Regions from separate parts of the Mus musculus genome. Here all the other regions are linked to region 1. A link is a contact called in public HiChIP or PLAC-seq data. All regions are on one chromosome and are shown on one strand. Each heading gives the region's core, a stretch centred on a gene start, on an enhancer-like site or on the middle of the called end of the contact. The rest is flanking DNA. Distances are from core to core; before and after follow the strand shown. Region 1 has its middle 37 kb from the start of Vegfa. Region 2 overlaps Gm46607 (a long non-coding RNA gene). Region 3 has its middle 8.5 kb from the start of Mymx. Region 4 holds the start of F630040K05Rik (RIKEN cDNA F630040K05 gene).

Evidence for each region. HiChIP or PLAC-seq counts read pairs in DNA pulled down with a chosen protein or histone mark.
Region 2: an HNF4G HiChIP or PLAC-seq map of pancreatic cancer cells shows a contact between it and region 1. The contact joins two enhancer-like sites. A contact is called at or near these places in 1 of 15 datasets of contacts at CTCF or cohesin (stem cell-derived epiblast-like cells), 1 of 484 Hi-C or Micro-C datasets (the N1E-115 cell line) and 6 of 115 datasets of contacts at active chromatin or transcription factors (acute myeloid leukemia, craniofacial prominence, embryonic stem cells and 1 more).
Region 3: a contact with region 1 is called in a FOXA1 HiChIP or PLAC-seq map of pancreatic cancer cells. The contact joins two enhancer-like sites. A contact is called at or near these places in 9 of 39 promoter capture datasets (the 3T3-L1 cell line, the C10 cell line, the HPC-7 cell line and 5 more) and 4 of 115 datasets of contacts at active chromatin or transcription factors (the 230-238 cell line, bone marrow-derived macrophages, extraembryonic endoderm stem cells and 1 more).
Region 4: an HNF4G HiChIP or PLAC-seq map of pancreatic cancer cells shows a contact between it and region 1. The contact joins the promoter of F630040K05Rik here to the enhancer-like site in region 1. A contact is called at or near these places in 2 of 39 promoter capture datasets (embryonic stem cells and neural stem cells), 7 of 15 datasets of contacts at CTCF or cohesin (CD8 T cells, the NIH/3T3 cell line, embryonic stem cells and 3 more), 72 of 484 Hi-C or Micro-C datasets (B cells, the Ba/F3 cell line, CD4 T cells and 39 more), 41 of 115 datasets of contacts at active chromatin or transcription factors (the 230-238 cell line, the HPC-7 cell line, SST interneurons and 26 more) and 3 of 9 other capture datasets (adipose tissue, liver and pancreatic islet).

The regions. Positions count from the first base shown.
Region 1 is chr17:46,068,058-46,071,353 of GRCm38.p6, reverse strand. No RefSeq gene overlaps it. Among named protein-coding and RNA genes, the nearest start is that of Vegfa, 37 kb to the right of the region's middle. Within about 2 kb of position 1,258, at least 47 of the 459 cell types and tissues checked have an H3K27ac peak or open chromatin away from gene starts, as enhancers often do. A contact at or near this core is called in the G1E-ER4 cell line, the HL-1 cell line, the N1E-115 cell line and 7 more, where this site is marked.
Region 2 is chr17:45,806,091-45,809,215 of GRCm38.p6, reverse strand. The region is part of intron 1 of Gm46607 (a long non-coding RNA gene); the gene reads right to left. Among named protein-coding and RNA genes, the nearest start is that of Gm46607, 19 kb to the right of the region's middle. Within about 2 kb of position 1,720, at least 56 of the 459 cell types and tissues checked have an H3K27ac peak or open chromatin away from gene starts, as enhancers often do. A contact at or near this core is called in the N1E-115 cell line and pancreatic cancer cells, where this site is marked.
Region 3 is chr17:45,608,914-45,612,257 of GRCm38.p6, reverse strand. No RefSeq gene overlaps it. Among named protein-coding and RNA genes, the nearest start is that of Mymx, 8.5 kb to the right of the region's middle. Within about 2 kb of position 1,832, at least 73 of the 459 cell types and tissues checked have an H3K27ac peak or open chromatin away from gene starts, as enhancers often do. A contact at or near this core is called in pancreatic cancer cells, where this site is marked.
Region 4 is chr17:45,732,928-45,736,372 of GRCm38.p6, reverse strand. F630040K05Rik (RIKEN cDNA F630040K05 gene) reads right to left here and starts at 1,867. Exons shown (of 5, transcript NR_152153.1): 1 at 1,527-1,867. 1600014C23Rik (RIKEN cDNA 1600014C23 gene) reads left to right here and starts at 2,529. Exons shown (of 2, transcript NM_028164.1): 1 at 2,529-2,787; 2 at 3,251-3,445. The coding sequence starts at 2,580. The coding sequence ends at 3,348.

The sequences.
Region 1 (3,296 bases), core at 9-2,508:
GCTTTGTTTTTTGTTTTTTGTTTTTTAGGTTTTGTTTTTGTTTTTGTTTTTTGAGACACGGTTTCTCTAGGTAGCCTTGGCTGTCCTGGAACTCACTCTGTATACCAAGCTGGCCTTGGACTCAGAGATCCACCTGCTTCTGCCTCCTGAGTGCCAAGGTAAAGGCGTGCATCACCACTACCAGGCCTCTTCTGAGCTCTTTACCCAGATCGTGTCTTTATCTTTCCAGAAACACACAAAACATCTGTACCGTTCCCCCAGTGTTAAAGAAGACAGCCCAAAGCCAGGCGTGATGATGCACGCCTTTAATCCCAGCACTTGGGAGGCAGAGGCAGGCGAATTTCTGAGTTCGAGGCCAGCCTGGTCTACAGGGTCTACAGAGTGAGTTCCAGGACAGCCAGGGCTACACAGAGAAACCCTGTCTCGAAAACAAAAACAAAAACAAAAACAAAAACAAAAACAAAAACAAAAACAAAAACCAAACCAAACCAAACCAAAACAAAACAAAACAAAACAAAACAAAAGGCAGTCCAAGACACAGGTTGTGTGGACTGCCTGAGGTTACATAGAGCAAAAAGCAAGCACAGAGTTGTACTGGCTCTCTGGGAAGAGCAATAGCTACTCGCTGTGTGCAGTGTGCATAGGGAAACGGGCTTAGTGTTTGGGTCTTGCTCTGGATGAGTTCCCTCTTCTGGCTGCTTCATTTTTAAGACAAGGAACAGAAATTGAATATATCATCATCATCATCATCACCATCACATCGTCGTCATCGTCATTGTCGTTGTATATTCATACACAATGTCATGGTGATGCATGTAAGAAGGCAGAGGGAAAAATTCAAGAGTTGGTTCTCTGTTTCCATCCTGGGAGTTCTGGGGGTCAAACTCAGGTTGTCAGCCTGGGGCAGGCAAGCGCCTTTACCCATTGAGCCATCTCTGCATTTGCTATGCCGGGAGACTGAAGTCAGGGGGCTCTGCAAGTTGCTAAGGACGACCGACCGAACTCTGCTGATGGGAGGGATTTTCCTGCTCATCATCATGAATCAGCAGCAACCTCGCAGTGATCTGCAGCCTGATCATCCCCTGACCTGGCTCGTGGCCACTGACACGCCAGGCAGGGCCAAAGCCAAGGAACCCTTGTGCAAACAGACTTGGGCTAACTAGTCTTTGGGTCTGGCCTCCCCTTATCTCCCATTTCTATTTCTCTCTCCTAAGCCTTGACTCACCTCCAGCTCCATCTTTTCTTTCTTAATTGTTGCGACAGTCTCTCTTGTAGGCCTCCCAGCCTCTGGGCTTTCTCTCTCCCCACAGTGACTAACTCGCTTAACACATACATAAAGCAAAACTTGTAAATCAGTATTGCTCTCCTGCCCTTATGCCAAGCAGGGACTCTTTTTTTGGGAAAGGCCTGGATAAAGGGGTCCCTGGAAACACCTGTTTCCCAGCAGCTCCAGGGCTTTCTAGGCAGCCCCGGGGCTGCTTTTCCTGTACCAGGGAGTGTTTTTGTGTCTGGCATTTGCCCGAGCTGTTCCCTCTGCCTCCCAGGCATCCATCAGCACAGTGAGTGCCTCCTCATCCCTTTGACCCCTCGGGGTGGGGTGGGGGACAAAACACAAAACAAACAAACAAACAAAACCCCAGTATGAGTCCCTTTCCCGGGGTTACAAAAGTGATGTGTGTTCATTGTAAACAGGACAAACAGTATAGCATGCACTAGGGAATGACGGGACAAGGTTCCCTCCTCCCATCGCTTCAACAGCTGGAGACAACCGGCAGAGCGCCACTATTATAGCTGTGAACGGGCTTCTGTGCGTGGATACTCATACGCCTTTAAATACATGTAAATACACGCATAGTCACAAAAATTAGGGTCACCATGCTTCTTGGTAACTTGCTTTTTTTCCCCCCCTAAATGAAACATTTTGACATCTTTTCCTGTAGATTTACAAGGTAATTTTTCAGTCTTCAAAACACAATTCCAATCCCAGGGTTTGCTGTTCTGGAGGTGTCTCTGGGGTGCCCCTCCTCCCCAGATACTTCCCTCTGTGCCCTTCTACCAAAGAAATACCTTTTTTTTTAATTTACTTTTATTTTTGTTTATTTTTGTTTATTTTTTTCAACACAGGATTTCTCTGTGAAGCCCTGGATGTTCCTGAAACTAGCTCTTTAGACCAGGCTGGACTTGAACTCAGAAATCTGCCTACCTCTGCCTCCAAGTGCTGGGACTAAAGGTATGTGCCACCACTGTCTGGCTACTTTTTATTTTTAATTATTTTTTTGATCTTATATGTATGAATATTTTACCTGTGTGTGTTTATGTGCACCACATCTGTGCCTGGCGCCCTCAGTGGTCAGAAGAGAGTGTCAGATCCCCTGAAACTGCTGGGAACTGAGCACAGGTGCTTTAGAAGAGTAGCCAGTGCGTGCTTTTAATTACTGAGTTAACTCTCTAGGTCCTCTACCTTTGAAACTTTCCCCAGTAGTCAGATGGTTCTTTGATCTAAAAGGCAACTGTCTCAGATAGTATTACAAACCACGAATGGGGGAATAAAATATCAAAAGATGTAATCTGTAAACATAAGAAAGTAAAAGGGGAGGGATAGATAAGTGGAGGAAGAGAGTATGAGTATGCAGTTGAAGCTAAACTGATATTATGAAAACAAACTTGTTACAAATTAGGGTAATTGAAACTCCAGGGTAACCATTAAGAAAACAAGTTAAAAATATAAAAAGAGCTGGGCAGTGGTGGGGCACGCCTTTAATCCCAGCACTTGGGGGGCAGAGGCAGGCGGATTTCTGAGTTAGAGGCCAGCCTAGTCTACAGAGTGAGTTCCAGGACAGCCAGGGCGATACAGTGAAACCCTGTCTTGAAAACAAACAAACAAACAAAAAACTTACCTCATCCTCTGTGTTTTATTATAGCCACAGAAATTGCATTGAAACAACTATGAGCCAATCAGAACAGACAAATAGAGAGCACTCCACTGGACAGCCACAAAACAAACATTCTTCTTATGCGTGTGTGTGCACCATTCTCCAGGAAGCTTCCTATACCGGACCAGAAGGTACATCTTACCTTTCAAACACATTAACTACTTCCCAGCTACAATGTGGAGCACTGGAAATCAATGACAAGGAGAATTGAAAGAAATATCGACATTAAATTCTGTAGAGTTCACACTCTTTGTTTTTAAATAAGATTTTTCCTGGGCTGGCTCCACACCCACCCTTCCCTCCAGCCACCTCCTGAACGTACGTACGCCACTTTTATTTTTGGGACAGGTCTCACTGCAGTGC
Region 2 (3,125 bases), core at 471-2,970, 260 kb after region 1:
GGTGTGTGGGTGTGGATGGTGTGGATGTGTGTGAGTGTGTACAGACAAGCCTAGGGAGGTGCTGTTGCTAGTGTGACTGCCTGTGGTAGTGACAGTGCACGTGTGTGTGCGTGTATGTGTGTGTGTGTGTGTGTGTACAGACAAGCCTAGGGAGGTGCTGTTGCTAGTGTGACTGCCTGTGGTAGTGACAGTGCACGTGTGTGTGCGTGTATGTGTGTGTGTGTGTGTGTGTGTGTGTGTGTGTGTGTGGGCGCGCGCGCATGTGCTTAGGAGCACGTGCATATGTGTGCTCCTGGAACCACAGCTTGGAGAGCCTGCTGGGCAGGCTAGGTGGTAGCAGCAGGCTGGAGATGGGCTTGGGCTAAGGAGGCAAGGGCCCTGCCTTGTGAACCTAGAGGCTAGCTGGTAGAACAAGGAGGAGGGTGTATTGAGCCAAGATGCAGGTGCAGGCAGGCAGGTAGGCAGGTGGTTCCCACAGCAGTGGCGATTCCCAGATTCCCTTCCAGGAATGTTCCTAGAAAACCCCTCCACCCAGCTTCCCACCCCTACTGCCTCATTTACCTGGTCAGGGAGGTGCTAGGTGACTCATCCCCTCCCAGGACAAGAAGCCAGCTCTTGGCTACTTGTTAGAGAGCCACTCAGGGGTGGGGCAGGTAGACAACCCTTCCTGGGCCCCACCCCCAAGCCAATCAGGGCAGCATCTGGCCACGCCCCCACATCCCTCACCTGTGCCCTTCATCTAAACGGGGTTGGATGCCAGGAATCAAGAAAAGACTAGGGCAGGCAGCCTCACCTCCTCCCAAGGCAAACTCACCTCCACAAACCCGAGTAATGGGATACCAAAGGGTCCCCCATCATTACATCAATGTGGGGCCAGCCCTGAACCAAGACCCCAACTCTCCAACCAAGTTCTGTTTTTTTTTTTTTTTCCCATCTCCTTGTATTATTCAAACTCAACCACTCCAGGTTCCCAAGTAATCTAAGATCACACACATTCGTTGGATTTATTTTTAATTCTCTCTGACAATCATATCTTCCGCCCCCACCCCAACCCAAACAGGAGCATCAATGGTCTGCCTCTCCCTCCCTCAACCCTGACTCCTCTACAGGTCCTGATTCTGGCACTGCTATGTGATGGGCTTGCTGCCTGAGTACATGGATCCCCCACTGCAGCAGGACGGATGGATTGTGAACAGCTTGTACTTGTGGGCATGCCTAGGTCTGGGTGTGGGAGCCTACGGGGACTTCCTGAGGAGCATGCCGAGGCATCTGAAGGTGTCCCCCTTTTCTGTCTCTTCTCCTAGACTTGCCATTATCAGTTCTCAGATTGTTGGGCCCCAGGAGGAACCACTTACAAGTGGGGTCAGGGACACCCAAGTCTCCAGCCCTGCCCAAGCTCCGCTGCCAGCACCCTCGAGACAGCTTTGCCCCACCCAGGCCACAGAATGGGGTGACAGGAGGAGGCAGCCAGGCGGCTTCCAGCTTCCTAGATGGGAGCTCATTACCGCAGCACTCAGTAGGTTGTGGGAGGGGGTGTGCAGCCAGGACTTGGCACTGACTACAAAGGGTGGGGGGCACCCCCAGCACTCCTGCTGCTGGCAGCAGAGGCTGGAGGAGGGGCTGTGACGTTTGGTGGCCTCATGTGGCTGGGAGGAAGTAGCTAATTGCTGACCTGATGACTGGGCGGCCTGAGGAGTGGGGTGATGATACCACGGGCGGGCGGGCGGGCGGGCGGGTGGCGGCAAGCACTCAGCCTAAGGAGGAGGCCTTCAGCAATAGGGTGGGTGCACCCTGCAGAGGGCAAGCCTGGGGTGGCTATAGTTAACAAGGGAGTGGGGGGGTTGCTGAGGCTGTGACCGTGGGAAAGGGCTTTCCAGGGCCTTCCCTCGGCTTCCAGGAAGAGTTCAGATGCCCTGAGGCATGAGGGGCCTTAGGAGGGGTGCAGGAGCAAGGGATACACCACAGTTCCTATCTCTGCTCCCCTGACTTGCTCACCCCACCCCCACCTCATCCCTGCAGCCTTGGATTCCTGTTTGGCTCCTTGAGTGGTCCGGGTTGATGAAGATTTCAGCTGCCCTGGGTGCAGAGCATACTAGAGGCAAGGAGACCACAGACAGGAGCAAAGGCCTTGGGAATGGCTGAGGCTGACAGAAGGCTGGCAATCTGTTGAGATGCTCATGGGCAGCCAGGAGACCAGCAGGACCACTGCACCAAGGCACACTTGACTGGCATGAAGCTTGGGTACCCAGATCTCAGAGCTCCCCCAAACCTCACTCTCTCCACAACCTAATTGGGAACAGGTAGACGCGGCCTTCAAGAGCCCTGGCCAGGACCAGGGACAGATTAGAAGGCTTAGAGGATGTGGACGCTCTTCTCCAAACTCCCAGGCTCAGCATTCCAGAGCACCTCCACGCTGGATTCCTAGAAGGAGGACCCATCTGGAAGGCAATCCTCCAGGCCCCTGGCTCCTCCTGTGGTCAGGAACACTCACTAGTACAGGCAGGGATCACCAGCGCTGCTCTGGGAGAGACGAGGCCTCCAGCAATCCACAGAGCCTGCTCCAGGGACAATCAGGCATGGTTAGAAACAGATGCTAACCCTGAAACTCTCTAAAACGCCTGGTAAAAATCAACCCCTGACCTCAGGAAGTTCCCAGTCTGGTGGGAAAGATACACCACTCTCAGCTCTGCTCTGATGGACCAAAGCTTGCTTCTCAGTCTAAGGGGCAGAGACTCCTGCCCTCAGGGAACTACGAATATCCTGGATTCCAAAAACATGTTTTTTGGGCACAGGGAAAGTATCTGGATTGCCTGCTAGAGGGGGTGGAAGATATCCAGTTAAGCTGAAGAGAAGGCAACAAATATCCTAGCATAAGTATATCCCATACAGCATTTGAGATATACTTATACTTAGCTTCATTCTATGTAACTGGATAGCCTGTGTTATTTGCCAAATAACAAGCAAGTGTCCAGCTTGAGAGAGACAGACAAACACAGCTCCTCATGACTACTGTATATGTGTGTGTGTGCGTGCAAGTTTGTGTGTGCTTGTGTGTGTGTGTGTGTGTGTGTGTGTGTGTGTGTGTGTGTGTGTGTGTTGGGGGAAGCGTGGTTCCTGGGGCTCAG
Region 3 (3,344 bases), core at 583-3,082, 460 kb after region 1:
CCACAGCCTGATTAACTTAATGCTTGCATATGGAAGGCCGTGAGGGTTTCCAGAATGCCAAATATGGGCATTTTTTTTAAATTGACCTTGAGGAAACAGAAGGTCCTCAAAGCAGCCTGCTCTTTCCTGCCCTCCCCCACCCTCACCCCCACCTCATTTCCTCGCGATTATGGGAAACCCAGGTCTGAAAGTACAAACCAGACCCTTTGTTAGTGATGGTGTTAGGGTAAGTCTGAGGCCTGGGAGCCCTAACGGGCTGTCCTTAGTCACTAGTCTCCAAGAGGCCAAGTATAAACATGATCGATTAACAATAAAAAGCTAAGTAAAGAAGGGTGTGTTCAATGTGTCCACATGTTGAAGGAGGGAAAAGAAACCCAGAGGACCAGTTAGCTCCCAAGTCCATGGTCATGGTTCCTGGCATGACTTTAAGTTTAAAACAGAAAGTGTTCTAGCTTGCTTTCTACTGCTATGATAAACACTATGACCAGAAGCAATGTTTAGAGGAGTTTACATCATCTTACAGCTTCTAGTTTATCATGGAGAGAAATCAGGACAGGACCTGGAGATAGAAATTGAAGCAGAGGCCATGGAGGAATGTTGCCTAATGGCTCACTCTTTAGGTTCGACTCCAGCTACCTTTCTAGGATACTACTATTTATTATATATATATATGAGTACACTGTCGCTGTCTTCAGACACCCCAGAAGAGGTCATCAGATCCCATTACAGGTGGTTGTGAGCCACCATGTGGTTGCTGGGAATTTAACTCAGGACCTCTGGAAGAGTGGCCAGTGCTCTTAACCTCTGAGCCATCTCTCCAGCCCACAGGCATTTTCTTAATTGAGGATCTCTCGTCCCAGATATGTCTACATTTGTGACAAGTTATCAAAACCAAAGCCACATAGAAGGACAAAAGAATGCACACTTGAGCAGCCCTGGCAAAGGTCCGCCCTAGACCTCTCATTGTCTGAGCTCCATGCTGTCTTTCTGGTGATCTGAGGAGTTGTCAGAACTGTGTGGAATCTCTGGGGAGATGGGGCAGGGGTGCCTCTTGATAGCCTCAGTCTTTTGTCCCTCCCAGCCTGGTTGGGGGTCCGTTATCGCAATAGTTTGATAGTCAAAGGGAGGGTCTCTTTAGAAGATATTTTCTCCTGCCAGGAAGATTACACCACTGTGCGAGGCTCAGCCAGGAGCTGGAAGAAACTGGTTTCTGCCAGCATTTATTTTTTCCAATTTAATTTTATTTTTTCTTACTTATTCACTTTACATTCTGCTCACTGTTCCCCTCCTAGTCAGCCCCTCCCACAATCCTTCCTCCATCTCCCCTCCCCCTTCTCCTCTGAGCTGGTTGGGGCCCTTGGGTAGCCCCTCACCCTGGCACTTCAAGTCTCTGTGAGGCTAGGTGCTTCCTTTCCCACTGAGGCCAGACAAACAGCCCAGCTAGTGGAACATATCCCACACACAAACAATAGCTTTTTGGATAGCCCCGATTCCAGTTGTTCAGGACCCAATGAAGACCAAGCTGCACATCTGCTACATATATGCAGGGAGGCCTGGGTCCAGCCCATACAGGTTCTTTGGTTGTTGGTTCAGTCCCTGAGAGCCTCAAGGGTCCAGATTAGTCGGCTCTGTTGATCTTCCTATGGAGTTCCTATCCCCTTCAGGGCCCCACAATCCTTCTTCCTATTCTTCCATAAGAGTCCCCAAGCTCCATCCACTGTTTGGCTGTGGGTGTCTGTATCTGTCTGAGTCAGCTGCTGGGTGGAGCCTCTCAGAGGACAACATGCTCCTGGCAACAAGCATAACAGACTATCGTGAATAGTGTCAGGGACTGGTGCTTGCCGGTGGATGGGTCTTAAGGCAGTGTTCTTACCAGCAACGAAAATGCTAGAGGCAGGCTAAGGGGATCCAGTAGGGAAGGTTACTGCTGAACAGAAGAGAAGGAGGTGCACAGGGAAGTTAAGCCCAGGATGGGGTGGAGAGAGACAGAGGATGAAGATTAAACACATTCCTCAGACACAGCCACTGTCTTTCCTTGCCCCACCCCCCTGCTTGATTTTCTCATTGTTGCTAGACACAAAAGCCTGTTTCCTCTCTGGGTCTCCCCAGCCCAGGGACTTGGAGCTACTCCATAGTTGCTTGAGACAGGAATTGGGAAGATATATATATATATATATATATATATATATATATATATATATAGCCAGCTATGAAAGCTGAGGTTGGAAAAGGCGCAGTGTGACTTACTGTGTTGTGTACGTGGTCGGGGGTGGGGGGCAGTGTCACAGCATTCATAGGTATTACGCTTCGGGGCTCTTTGTATTTTGGGGGTTCCCAGAGGGAGTTTTCCAAGCCTGCTTTTTGTTCACGTTGTTCTGTTGCGGTTATTAACTGGCCTGGCAAAAATGAAGATATTCTAATGAAACACTCGTGTCTCTCAATTTAACAAACTTCTAAAGCAATAGAGACTAAAGAAATGAAAGATTTCCCAGCAGCCTGTAAGCTGCCATATCCAACTTGGATCTTTTTAATTGTCCCGCCTTTTTTTTTTTTTTTTAATTCCAGTGTCACCCAAACCAGGAGCTTCTCTCTGGAAGCCCCGCAAACCGAGGCTGGAGGGACCTGATCGAAAATCTGGAGAGATAACGAACCACACTGCGTTGACCTTGGTGCCACGTGGTTCCCAAAGCGCGACCAGAAACAATTTGGGAAACAAGCTTTGAGCCCAGCATTGAGGATCTTCTCAACTAGTTGAGCCCCCTAAACTTAGAAACTAGCTCATCGTGAACTACAGTTTTGTTTTGTTTTGTTTTTTTTCTAGACAGGGTTTCTCGGTGTGCCTCTGGCTGTCCTGGAACTCGCTCTGTAGACCAGGCTGACTTGGAATTCACAAAGTTCACCTGTCTCTCTGCCTTAGGACTGCTGGGATAAAAGGCTAGCCCCACAACCACCAGGTTTACCCCAGTTTGTTGTTATTGTTGTTGTTTATTTTTATTTTTATTTTTCGAGACAGGGTTTCTCTGTGTAGCCCTGGCTGTCCTGGAACTTACTCTGTAGACCAGGTTGGCCTCAAACTCAGAAATCTGCCTGCCTCTGCCTCCCAAGTGCTGGGATTAAAGGTGTGCGCCACCACATCCAGCTGTTTATATTTTTTATAGGTTGGTGATGTTAATGTTTGAGAACCTTTTAAATTTTTTATTTTTATTTTATTACCGAGGCTGGTCTTGAACTCATGAAATCACCACATGACACCAGCAGCCCTTAAGCTCTGATCCTCTGCCTTCAGCTCTGGAATGCTGAGATTACAGCCATGCATTGCTACACTTGTTCTAGCTTTCCTTTCC
Region 4 (3,445 bases), core at 618-3,117, 340 kb after region 1:
AATCGACCCAACTGTAACCCCTTCCCCACTCGGCCTACCATGAGGCAGAGTTTCTGAAAGGTGCTGAGGCCACACTCAATCCTCCCTCCTACCCACCTGGAGGGCAGAATGGACCCCAGGACATAAGGCCAGTATCAGCTCCCACCCCCACCCCTGCCCCAACCAGAGACAGAAAGATCTAGTGGAGCCTGCTGCTGCCCAGGATAACTGAGTCGGCCCGAATTTGGTGGTGTTACAACTACAGGTCATTGTAGCAGGTGTGTACCTGTTTATAAAGGGTTCCCCGGGAGCCTAATGAGAGACCACCAGGGGCTGAATCCTATAACCCATGAGCTGTCTTGCCAGGATCCCAGATGTAGCCCAGATGTCCACAGCAGTCCCTCCCACAGGGTGGGACACCAGCTAGTCTATGCAGCCCCTCCCAACCCTTCTTCCAAGGTCAGGGAAGGAAAGCCGGCCATCTCCAGTGCGCCTTCCCCATTTAAGATGTTGGGAGAGGCATCTCTGTCCCTCAAGCTCTTTTTCCTGCCCAAAGCCACCTGGGTTCATCCTGTTGTCTAACTTCGAACCCTCTGACAGGTTAAGTCTAAATCATCAAAAAGAAAGGCAAACTTCCTGGGGGGCAGCTGGGGGGGTGGGGAGGACAGGCCAGGGAGACCGGACTTACTAGCCCTACACAAGGAAGGATTCTCTACCCACCTCCCTGGTGGCCTCAGTCCTTGGGCAGCGCCCTCTGCTGGCCAGAAAGAAATGCAGGAAAGAACAGAGTCCTACAGATCTTTGGGAAGGTCTGAGAAGGGGGACAAGGGACAGAGAAACAAGTAAAAACGTTAAGCTGCCCTGTCACTGACCTGAGCATACATAAAGAAGCAACCCTAGATGTGAGGAAGTTGTGACCCGCTTTATATGGACCTAGGGGTTAAGCAAGCTGGCAAACAGACTTTTAACACCCCAGAAGTGGCACTTCCTGCCCTGAATAGCTCAGTTGCCCTCTGCCCCTGAAACTCTTATTCCTGCCAGAAAGCCTTTCCTGCCACCTCCTACCAGGGCAACGTGCTAGAAGGTGCAGCTATAGCCAGAACCCTAGAACCTAAGAGCTGAGAGAGAGAGGGCACCTCAAGCCAGAAACATACACACAGAGATCCAAGCCCAGATCCCTGCTACAGCAGAACTCAAGATAGAATTAGGCCCTGGCCCTGAGTCACATCTTGGCATGAGCTTGCCTGACCAAGACAGGCCAGCTTGTCCAGAGGTGAGACTTAGGTCACAACCCATCGCCCTACCTCTGATGCCAGGTATCCTTCCCCTCACGTCCCACACGTGGGGTCAGGGTGGGGCCTGGGATGGACTGGGCTGGGCTAGTGCTGAGACCAGTGAAGGGTGGAGCACTTGGAAGGCAGAGGAGGGACATCCTGGGTGAGGGAGGCTACGAGTGTCCCCAAGGACTGGTGGCTTCTGGATTATCCTCTGGTGGTTGCTTCTCTAGCCCTGGGCATCTGCACAGGACCTTCACCCGGCTGACTTACCTCCAAAGACGGCAGCTCCTGACCTTCCCGGGCCCATTAGGGCCTGAAGCAGGGCCACACTTCCATGCTGCAGCCAGAGGGCCAGGCTTGTCTGCAGCCCTCCCCGTCAAGCACATGACCCAGTGGGCTTCCTTTGTGGCCCCCTGCATTACTTAACTGATTCACTGATCCCCCTAAGTGGCCAGGTCCCTTTCAGACCCAGGCAGCCTAGGGAGACTCCTAGGGGCAGTGTTGAAGCCCAGGAGGTACAGAGATCTACCGGCTTTAATTGGAAGTAATTAGTTAATCTACTCTGAAAGCAGTGGGGGAGGGGAGGAAGCTTTGGGGAAAGAAGACTCTACACTGTCAATCTGGTGAGTCTTGGGGGACCATAACTCTCCCCTGCACACGCACTCACTTAGAAGGCCTTTCTTTTCAACCCCAAGGCAAACCCAGGCCCGGAACAGACAGGGGGCAGCTTTGTATACAACAAAGCAGGTGCCCTGGGTTTGGTGGGAATCACCTTTGAGAGCAAGCCAGGAGAAAACCAAAGAAGGGAGCTAGAGAGATGCAGGAACTCTAGGGTGAGAACTGGTTCCTCTCTGTCACCTCTGTTTGCACCCTGCCCAAGGTCACGCACGTACAGCCCTACAAGTTAGGAGCCAGTGCGCTCCCAGCCCAAAGGCTAGCTTCGCTATTTCGGCAGCGAGAAGCCATTCCCATAACGGGGAAAGGGGCGCCGGAGGACAGAGCCCTAACCAGGCCCCAGGGGGTGTGTCCTCGGCCACAACGCGACGCGGGCAGGCAGCGTGGCGGGGACTCTGGCCGACAGCCTCCCGCGCGGTCCGGAGCAGCTGACCCGCTGGCGATCGGCCAAGTTGCGGCGGGCCGGGAGGCAGCAACGTGCGGCGCGGCATGTCGCGGGCCCGGAGACAGGGAGCTGTGGGGGCGGACCGGCGCGCCGCCTCCCCCCTCCGGGCCCCGGCCCATTCATAAAACCCAAAGGCATTGCCCAGGCCTGGCAGGCTTGGACTCCTAATTGCAAACTCATTAAGGAGTTTGCATCTCATTTACATGGAAATCATTTCCTGGGCCCTCAACAGAGAACTGTCCTCTCTATCCATCAGGCATACTGTGCCCAGTTCGACCCATCTACAGAGTGGGACAGAAGGGGGCCTGTCTTTCGGCCAGTGCCCCCCTCCCCAGTCTACCCACTGGGAGTCCCGGAAAGGGGGGCGGTTGGCAGAGCACCCACCAGCAAGGAACCCTGCCTGCGCCCCAGGTGAGCTGGCTCTAACCCCAGTGGGTCCAAGTGAGGGAGGTGCCCGCCAAGTCATTTGCCCCCCGGCCTGGCCGTGCCCAGGGAAGGGAGGAGGCGGTAGGCATTGGTCCGAAGCAGCTGGTTGTACCTGGCAAGAGTAGACCTGGTGGGTGAGGCAGTTCGTGCCCAGCCTCACGTACCTCCCTGCTACAGGCCGTGCCCCCACCCCCACACCCCTTACCCCACAGAACAAGCGCTCAGTGACTCCAGACACAGACACCCAGTCACAGCGCACAAAGGCACCCACAACTGGGCCAGCCGTCATAGCCACCATCCTGGCAGCCACTCTCGATGGCACACAGATCCTTCACAAGCCATTTGTCCAGGGTTGGGGGAGAGAGTCCTGTCTCGCGGAAGTGAGCCCAAAGAGGGTGTGCTCCCTTATGAACAGCACATGTGACCTCCCACCCCCTCTTTCCTACAGGTCCTTTTGGAAGTCCTCAAGTGCTGGCTCTGCAGAAGGACTTGCCCTGGCCAGACAGTGGGAATTCAGTGACCTGGTCATACTCAGGAGGAAATTGAAACCTGTGAGGATAGCTTGCTCTCCCAGACTGTATTAGAGCTGGTTTCTGTCCTGGTCCTTCATGTATGTAGTTAAGAGAGGGCTTCCAGCGTGTTC